Linked DNA regions of Mus musculus: regions 1 and 2 are each linked to region 3. A link is a contact called in public Hi-C and targeted proximity ligation data. All regions are on one chromosome and are shown on one strand. The core of a region is the stretch at or near the end of the contact, and the rest is flanking DNA. Distances in the headings are between cores, read along the strand shown.

Region 1 (2,700 bases), core at 97-2,596, 890 kb before region 3:
ACTCCTCTTGAATTTCTCTCGTTTGGTGGGGCCCAGATCCCCGGGGAAGAGGGGGTTGAAGAAGCAGAGGGCAGCACCAGTGCCCTGATCCAGCTCTTGAGGGGAGCGAGCCTTCAGCCGGGGTATGGGTGGGGCTTCCGAAGGCCTCTGTTGGTCCTTGGTGTTGAGTGAGGAGCTCCAGAACTCTAGCAATGAGAAACCAATGGGGGGGGGGGGTGCTCAGAGCTGGCTCTGCAGGGTGCCCACAAAGGAAAATCTTGATTGCTCTTCCTTCCCCCATTTGACCTCTGTGTGTCCATCTGTGTAACAGGCTGCAGGGTACCCTTACCCATGCCCAGATGGGAGATGGCCTCCAGCTCTTTGTGGGTGGCTGCCTGATGAATGGCTCTGGGGAGTCGGAGAGGGAGGAGAAGAATGTCCCTAAGGACAGAGCAAGGAGCAGTCAGGAGTGAGCGGGGTTCAGATGCAGAGGACAGGCAGTCCAGGGAAGCAGGCCCAGGGCTCAGCAGGTGCCCCCCAGGCAGGCTCACCTGGTACGGCAGTATCCACAGATGAGCTGCACCAGGTCCTGGAACATGAGCTCTGAGCCCTCCAAAGAGACACCTGAGAGACATTGGGAGTGAGGCTGTTCTCTGGGGACCTCCCTCCCCTGCCTGTCTTCCAGCCCCTGCCCTCCAGGCCACCCTCCTCACCGCCAGTACTCTCTTCGATATAGTGGCTGGAGACAAAAGAGGGGCCACTAGCTTCTGGCAGCCGCACACACAGAGCCTGGCACTGGCGAGTGTTAGATTTCCGCACCAGGAAGGTCTGTGAGTGAACGAGATTAGGAGGCTCTGGTCCTCCATGTCCAGGCTGGTTCCCTCCCATCCTTGGCGGGCTAGGCCTTGAGGAAAGGGAGAGACTCACCCCCGGAGGCTCTGTCCTCAGCACGTGCAGCGCGGCTGCAGCGTTGGCCCGCAGCTGTAACCACACAGGCCGGGTGATCAGCAGCCGCTCCCGAAGGCTCACAGTACGTGCTGGCTGTTGGGACCCGCCTGCCTGTACCCCTCTGGTATCAGGTGTGTCATACAGTGGGTCTGTAGATGGCCTGGGGGCAGACACCCAGACCTGGGGTGAACACGTCTTCCCATTCTGGGCTTCCCATCTATCCTGTCCTTGCCAGCTCCTCCTAGATCTGCCCTCACCCGATGCACCTGGCTGACCCCCCAACTTTACTAACTTTTCTTTCTGTTGGTGCCCAGGTACAAAGTTCAGGTTGGTGGCTCCCAGAGGGTGTGCTCCGGTCTCACCAGGGTCTTCCATGGCTGGGAGCTCCTTCGGCTTCTCCTGGGACTCAGGAAGACAATCCAACCCCCAAGGCACAGGCGTGCACATTCCTGGCGGTGAGTAACACTTCCTGAAGGCGGTTCGCCCTGTCACACCCCGCCAGTTAACTCTTGTATGTCCACTCCATGTAGCCAGTGTCCACTTCTTCTACTCTTAGACAGTCTTGAATGGCAGAGAAGCCCTCCATGCCAGTGTCATCATCAGGCCCCGGCTAAGGGAGGACCACCCCCACACAGCACCTCCTGCAGCCTCCTCACACTAGGCAGTGGGGGAGGGAGGGGTTAGGCTGGATCAGCCAAGTTCCCATAGACCCAAGCCACACCCCTGGGTCACCTTAAGAAGTCTGTGGTCACTGGCTCATCGGCTCCAGCCTTGCAAAGGGGGGGCGGGGGGGGGGGAAGGTCAGCCTTGTGGGAGAGCACCCCCTACTGGTTGCAGATGACTCATTCCTGAACCTAACTTGGGTTTTGTGATTTCAGGTTGCTATGGAGAAAGGATGCTGTGTCTCCATGGAAACTAAGCTCTTTGCTTAACTGAGGTTCTGGGGGTGGTTCTGACACTCACTGTTAACCAGAGGGGGAGTGTGGCTGTGAGGTCGACAGCACTTGGTGCTGCTGCTAGCTGCCTCCCACACACAGGCCCTGCTAGCTAGCCTGCCTTGCCAATCTGCCGAGTGTCTGGGGCAGGTGCAGACATGACCTGGCCTCCAGGCATGTCCAAAAGTCCCTTCACCACACAAGGCCATGTGCTTCTCTGGCTTGCCTGTGCCATGCGGCGCTTCCTGCTCTGGTCCCAACTTCCTCTCCCAGGCTTTTCTCTAAGTCACAAACTACAGGGACCCCAGCAAAGTCTGTCTTAGGTGCTCCCACAAAGCCTTGATTCCCTTTTAAGATACAGCAGCCACACATCAGCCACACCAAGGTCCCAGGTTAAATTTTATTCCAGTCTTTGGAATCTGAGAGGCAGACACCAGGAATAGCCCTGAGAAAGCCTGGGAAGCCGTCCTCTCCAGCGGCAGTCAGGGTGGACAAGGCCCAACATGTCTGCTTGAGAGTTCCTCCTACAGTTGGGCCTGGCTCAGTGGCTGAGGGCCAGGGTTCAAGGTCAGGAGGACTGCTGCTGTGACTCTGGATGAGGCCTGGTCTCTCTGTGGGGGGACGCTGAAGAAGTTATTCTTTGGGAGGGAGTGGGCTGGTCAGGGATGGAGACCACAGTCTTGCTTGGCCAGGTCGGCTTCAGGGCCACAGTTGTGCAGATCCCAAGGAGAGCAGAGGAGTCCAGGCCAGTGGTGGCAGAGGGTCAGGGGCCAGCAGCAACACTGAAGAGCTACTAGGCAACCCCCTGCCTTTGCAGAGAAATGTTAATCCTGCGTGA
Region 2 (2,700 bases), core at 177-2,676, 650 kb before region 3:
TTGGGATGACTTTCAACTTCTGACCCTTAAAGCTGTGAGTACAGCAGTGGGCTGCTTTGTTCTGTTCTTTTGAAATTTTTTTAGTTTTGTTTGTTTGTTTTTGAGACAGGGTTTCTCTGTGCAGTCCTGGAACTCACTCTGTAGACCAGGCTGGCCTCGAACTCAGAAATCTGCCTGCCTCTGCCTCCCAAGTGCTGGGATTACAGGGATGGCTTAAATTTTTTTAAAAGATTTATTTATTATTATATCTAAGTATACTGTAGCTGTCTTCAGATGCACCAGAAGAGGGCGACAGATCTTACTATGGATGGTTGTGAGCCACCATGTGGTTGCTGGGATTTGAACTCAGGACCTTTGGAAGAGCAGTCGGTGCTCTTAACCACTGAGCCATCTCTCCAGCCTTTTTTAAATTTAACGTTATTTTATGTGTGTGGGTGTTTTGCTTGTTTCTCTGCGTACCACAGATGTGCAATGGCCAGTTCTCTTGGAACTGGAATTAGCTGGTTTGTAAGCCCTCATGTTGGTGCTGGGAATCGAACTCAAGTTTTCTGGAAAAGCAGCAAGCTCTCTTACCAGTGAGCAGCCCCTCTAAGTTTTTGCTGTTTTTTTAAAGACAGGGTCTCTCTATATCCTTGCCTATCCTGGATCTCACTATGTAGACCAGGCTGGCCTCGAACAAATTTCTTTCGATTTTGCTTCCTGGTTGCTGGGATTAAAAGGGTGCCCACCACTCCTGGCCCCCTCCTCATATATTTTTAAGATCCAACTTTTGGCTTCCTCAGGATTACTGATCTTCTACTTTATGGAACATAATACTGTGATAAACTTCATGCATACAATAAATGGTCATCATCGTAATTCTCGAAATTCCATCAGGTTGAGACAGACAGACGCTCAATATTCACTGTCTGCAAAATCCTCCAGAGCTCAAGCAACCCCAAGTAATGTGCTTGCAAAGAAAGAGTTACAGTCCCTTCCTACTCCAAGCATATAGTGTCGGGGGCCAATCCCAGACTAAAAGGGGTTTGTCCTGGTTTCTCCTCCGGGCGCGGCCTTACCGCAGACGCTGAGGCTGCCATCACAACACCCAGGGTTTGGCTGCGGCAGCTCAAACGGAGGAGCCCGGACTTCCCTAAAGAACAAAGTTTTCCTTGGGGCCCCGCCGGGACGCCACACCCTGGCCGGAGGTAGCTCTTCTGACTAGGCCTCTGCGGACTCGGCCGGAGCGCGCTTCCCCGTCCCCAGCCCTCCTTTCCCCTCCCCCCGAAGGTGGCGGTTGGTCGCGCGCCTCTATGCTTTTTCCACCCCCTCCGTTAACAAGGGGCTCCAGGCCCTCTGGGATTGGCTGCGTCAAAGGACATCTGCTCTCAACCTGTTTGATTGGCTGCTATCCGCGCGCGATGCCGCCTCCAATTGGTTAGGTTAGAGCGCCTGCGCGGCGGGGTTCTCGGTCGCCAGCCATTCCTGTGGAGGACTGCGGGTCGTTCGGACGTTTTGCCTGTCGCTGTAGGAGAGGTCCTGTCTCTCCGAGAAGGCGGTTGCGGCGGCAAAATGAAGATTTTTGTGGGCAATGTCGATGGGGCGGATACGACACCGGAGGAGTTGGCAGCTCTCTTCGCGCCCTATGGCACGGTCATGAGCTGCGCCGTCATGAAACAGTTTGCCTTCGTGCACATGCGCGAGAACGCTGGCGCGGTGCGCGCCATCGAGGCCCTGCATGGCCACGAGCTGCGTCCAGGTCGCGCGCTCGTGGTGGAGATGTCGCGCCCGAGGCCCCTGAACACTTGGAAGATTTTCGTGGGCAATGTATCGGCTGCATGTACAAGTCAGGAATTGCGCAGCCTCTTCGAGCGCCGTGGACGCGTCATCGAGTGTGACGTGGTAAAAGGTAACGCGGGAGCGCGCTCGGGAGGGGACACGCGCGGTGCTCTCTGCCTCTTAGCCACGCCCCTCACTCTGGGGTTGGTCCTCAGGGTTGGGAATGATGGGGAAGTGTGCAGGAGCGGGGCCTAAGGTGCTGGGGGCGAGTTGGGTAGAGCCACCCTTCTCCCCTGCGGTCCCAGCAACATTCATCAAGTGGGAGGAGTCGGTTCCGGGCGGGTGCAGTGGCCACTGCAAGCCGAAGCCTCGGGGCTGGGGACGCGCCAGAGATTTGCGAGTGTGCGGGGTTGGGAGGAGGCGCCTTTTCCTGGTTGCATGAGCCTGGCACCAAAATGAAATGGAAAGGGAAGGGCACCAACCGGATTATGGAGCGGTGAAAAGAGTTCGCCACTTCCCCACTTCCTCTCCAGAATTTGGTCAGATCGAGGGAAAAGGGAAAAGGTTGGGTTGAAGCCCCAAGGCCGCTCTGGCGTTCCTTCCCGATGCTTCCCGGAAGGTAGCGGGCCCTTGGTTTCTCGGGTTCGGGCTTTTTTAGTATTGTCTGGAATGAATCTGCTTGTGGGCATGGGAGGGGCCTTTTCGGAACCCCTTTGACCTTTCAGTATTCGATGGGTTAGCCTTGGCGGTTTTGTGCTTTTTAATTCTTTTCCTCCACCCTCCACTTTGTGTTGGGTTTTACAACTTAACAAGTGGAAGCCCCGGTTTTCTGCGTTATTTTTGCATGTGAAAGGGGGCTATTAAGCCTCTCCCTCGTTAGCCTTTTACTTGCTAAGCTGGTGCCTCCGGGCACAGATGTTTATTAGCTTGGTGAGATTGCAA
Region 3 (2,700 bases), core at 137-2,636:
TAGGAGTAAACATTTCCCTTCATGCTTTCAGGCAGACCCTAGTGCCCCTATGTTACAGATGAGGAAGCAGGCTCAGAGAGAGAAAAAAAAAAAAAGACTGCCTCCAAGTTCCTATTATAGTGGATGTAGACAGAATGCCAAGGCCAACCTTCTCTGTTTACTGTTTTAAACGCTCAGTTAGCCTCCAGGTCCTCTCTCCTTTCTATCTTCATTTATAGGCAGCACTCAGACTCCTAAACACCTGCCTCCCATACACCACACACGATCTCTACCAGCTTTGTTGCTTTGGCCTCTGGCATTCCTAGCTAGCTTGGCCCTGGGACTTCTGTGTACACCTTTCCTCATTTTAGGGAGCTAGCTACTCTGAAAACACCTGTCTTTGCTCAGGAGCCGAGGACAGCTCCTGAAACCTGCCTACCTAAATAAAGACTTGTTAACTAGTGAAGTATCCGGAGTCCAGTGTTTTAGCTAGTGCTCCCCTCCCAGGTTCAGTAGGTGGGGAGCTGGGAAGTGGGAGGGAGAGGTAGAAAGCACCCCATTGGCTGGGCCCCAGGGTTGACCTTTGCTACGGGCTTACCTTATATCTACATGTATGTTTGAGATTTTTTTTTCTTGAATTATAATCCTAAATCATATTCAGGCAGTAATCCCTCTGCAGACCTGGATACCCCTAAATTTTGTTCATCTGAGTTCATATCCTATACCTCAGTGGGCATCCCGTGTGCAATGGAAAAGCTATCCAGACAGACTCCAATAGAAATGGACAGGCTTCGTTTGGGATCGAACCCCAGCAGTCACTTGCCATTTGTATGGCAAGTGATTTTACCCGCTGAACCATCTCGCCAGTTCTCATCCATCCTTTCAACTATATTCTATTAAAATATCTATTCTGAACTAGGCAGCTCAAATACTCGGTATGCATACATTAGCAAAAGTCCATATTTAGGTGTGTTGAGCCCTTCAGAAAGGGAGCCTTGAAACAAAGCCCAGGCAGTCGCCCAGAAAATGTCAGACCTGCAGGGTCTGTGAGCTTCAGGGAGGTTGTATGGAGTGTCCCTAATACAGCTTACTGTCCCCTAATACAACCGAACAGACACAAGTTTTCTTTCTGGGCAGCTCACAGCACTAAGAAGGGCTGAGGAGTTGCCACTTAAACGTTCATGCATCTGTAATTCTGCCCATTAAATCTTGAACTTGCTCCAGAGTCAAAATGGGAGCCTCTGTGCGCGCGGCTCGGGGCGAGAGCTGGCCCAGGAGAAACCGACAAGGAAGATGGTCTAGTAAAGCCTATTCTATTCATAAGGCTTGCAGGATGGGAGGTCCAGATGTCTGGAACTACGACTCCCGAGAGGCTTTCCGACAGGCGCCATCTTTTCTTCCCACTCGACTTGAGAGTGGGTGAAGCTATTGCGTCAACAGAGCGAGCGGCTGCTGTCGCGGAGAAATGACGTAGGCACAGCCCGGTGCTGTCAGTCAGAGTTCTGCCTGGTCCGGGCCAAGGGTCCCGCGGGACCGGCGGGGCCATGGCGGCCGTATTTGATTTAGACTTGGAGACCGAGGAAGGGAGCGAGGGCGAGGGCGAACCGGAGTTCAGCCCTGCGGTGAGTGTTTCTCTCCGGGCGCGACTGGACCCGGGAGCCCGGCTGGTTAACCAAAACCCTGGCGCTCCCAACTCTGAGTGGTTTGTGACCCCTACAAACCCAGATCCAGCCCCAACCCCAACCCCAGCCCCAGCCCCTGGACCCAATCTTTCCTTTTCTATCCTTGGTCTCTCCTTCCCAACCTTTCCCCATCCCTGCTCCTGTCTTCTATCCTTGGTCCTCTCCCCTGGGCCAAGCAGTTGAGCCTAGGTTGGGAGGAGGTATTCTGGCACCTCCCATGGTTCTTATTACTTGGTTTCTCACAGGACGTGTGTCCCCTTGGCGAATTAAGGGCTGCTGGCCTGGAGTGAGTGAGGGTCTTGCTTGGGGGGTGGGGGTATGGAGTAGGGGTCGGGACTTGGAGTACACTAGAGCCTTTCCCTCATTAACTTATTCTGTCTTTAGGACAGTGGGACACTATGAAGAAGTAGAGCTGACAGAGAGCAGCGTGAACCTGGGTCCTGAGCGCATCGGGCCCCACTGCTTTGAGCTACTGAGTGTACTGGGCAAGGGGGGCTATGGCAAGGTACTAACATCCCTCTCTCCCTGGCGACCTCAGCTCTAGCCTGAGACAGCATACTATCCTTCACACCCAATAGGCTTGTAAATGTACGGAGTCTCTGATGGAATTCAGAGCTGGAGACCTGGGGGAAGGAAGGGCATATCCTTTCAAAATCTGATGGAGATCTTTACTGTTCCACCCTTAAGCTGAGTTTAGACCTTTTGGTCCCTTTAGGGTGGGGCAACCTTGAAGGTGGGGTGTGGTCAGAGAAGTTAATCCTGTCTCCCCTGCCCTACAGGTGTTCCAGGTGAGAAAAGTGCAAGGCACCAACTTGGGAAAAATATATGCCATGAAGGTCTTAAGGAAGGTGAGTCACTCGCTTAGCCAGCAGAGACAGAGTAGCTGCCATCCCCATCAGCCTGTGCCAGGTCTCGGGAAGACAGCCGGAAACATGATAAAGACAGTCCTTATCTTGACACTTGCTGACTTAGCATCTATTGTCATACATACGATTTTGGAGTAATTCTTGGATGGAAGAAGCTGGCCTGCTAGGGCACA

The links. Hi-C and Micro-C count contacts between places; a contact is called where the count stands out from the background.
Region 1: a targeted proximity ligation map of pancreatic cancer cells shows a contact between it and region 3. A contact is called at or near these places in 1 of 39 promoter capture datasets (liver), 2 of 484 Hi-C or Micro-C datasets (embryonic stem cells and myocytes) and 1 of 130 datasets of targeted methods (pancreatic cancer cells).
Region 2: a contact with region 3 is called in a Hi-C map of neural progenitor cells, with 2.3 times the contacts expected there. A contact is called at or near these places in 1 of 39 promoter capture datasets (the SN4741 cell line), 1 of 484 Hi-C or Micro-C datasets (neural progenitor cells) and 1 of 130 datasets of targeted methods (pancreatic cancer cells).

What each region holds. Positions count from the first base shown.
Region 1 is chr19:5,049,461-5,052,160 of GRCm38.p6, reverse strand. Rin1 (Ras and Rab interactor 1) reads right to left here and starts at 1,346. Exons shown (of 10, transcript NM_001374051.1): 1 at 1,220-1,346; 2 at 907-1,087; 3 at 693-807; 4 at 531-603; 5 at 329-420; 6 at 1-185. The coding sequence starts at 1,302. Brms1 (breast cancer metastasis-suppressor 1) reads right to left here. Exons shown (of 10, transcript NM_134155.3): 10 at 2,249-2,700.
Region 2 is chr19:4,810,360-4,813,059 of GRCm38.p6, reverse strand. Rbm14 (RNA binding motif protein 14) reads left to right here and starts at 1,426. Exons shown (of 3, transcript NM_019869.3): 1 at 1,426-1,888. The coding sequence starts at 1,552. Gm21992 (predicted gene 21992) reads left to right here and starts at 1,461. Exons shown (of 3, transcript NR_157185.1): 1 at 1,461-1,888.
Region 3 is chr19:4,162,069-4,164,768 of GRCm38.p6, reverse strand. Rps6kb2 (ribosomal protein S6 kinase, polypeptide 2) reads left to right here and starts at 1,386. Exons shown (of 15, transcript NM_021485.3): 1 at 1,386-1,601; 2 at 1,907-1,947; 3 at 2,046-2,166; 4 at 2,441-2,509. The coding sequence starts at 1,524. Carns1 (carnosine synthase 1) reads left to right here. Exons shown (of 10, transcript NM_134148.2): 10 at 1-445.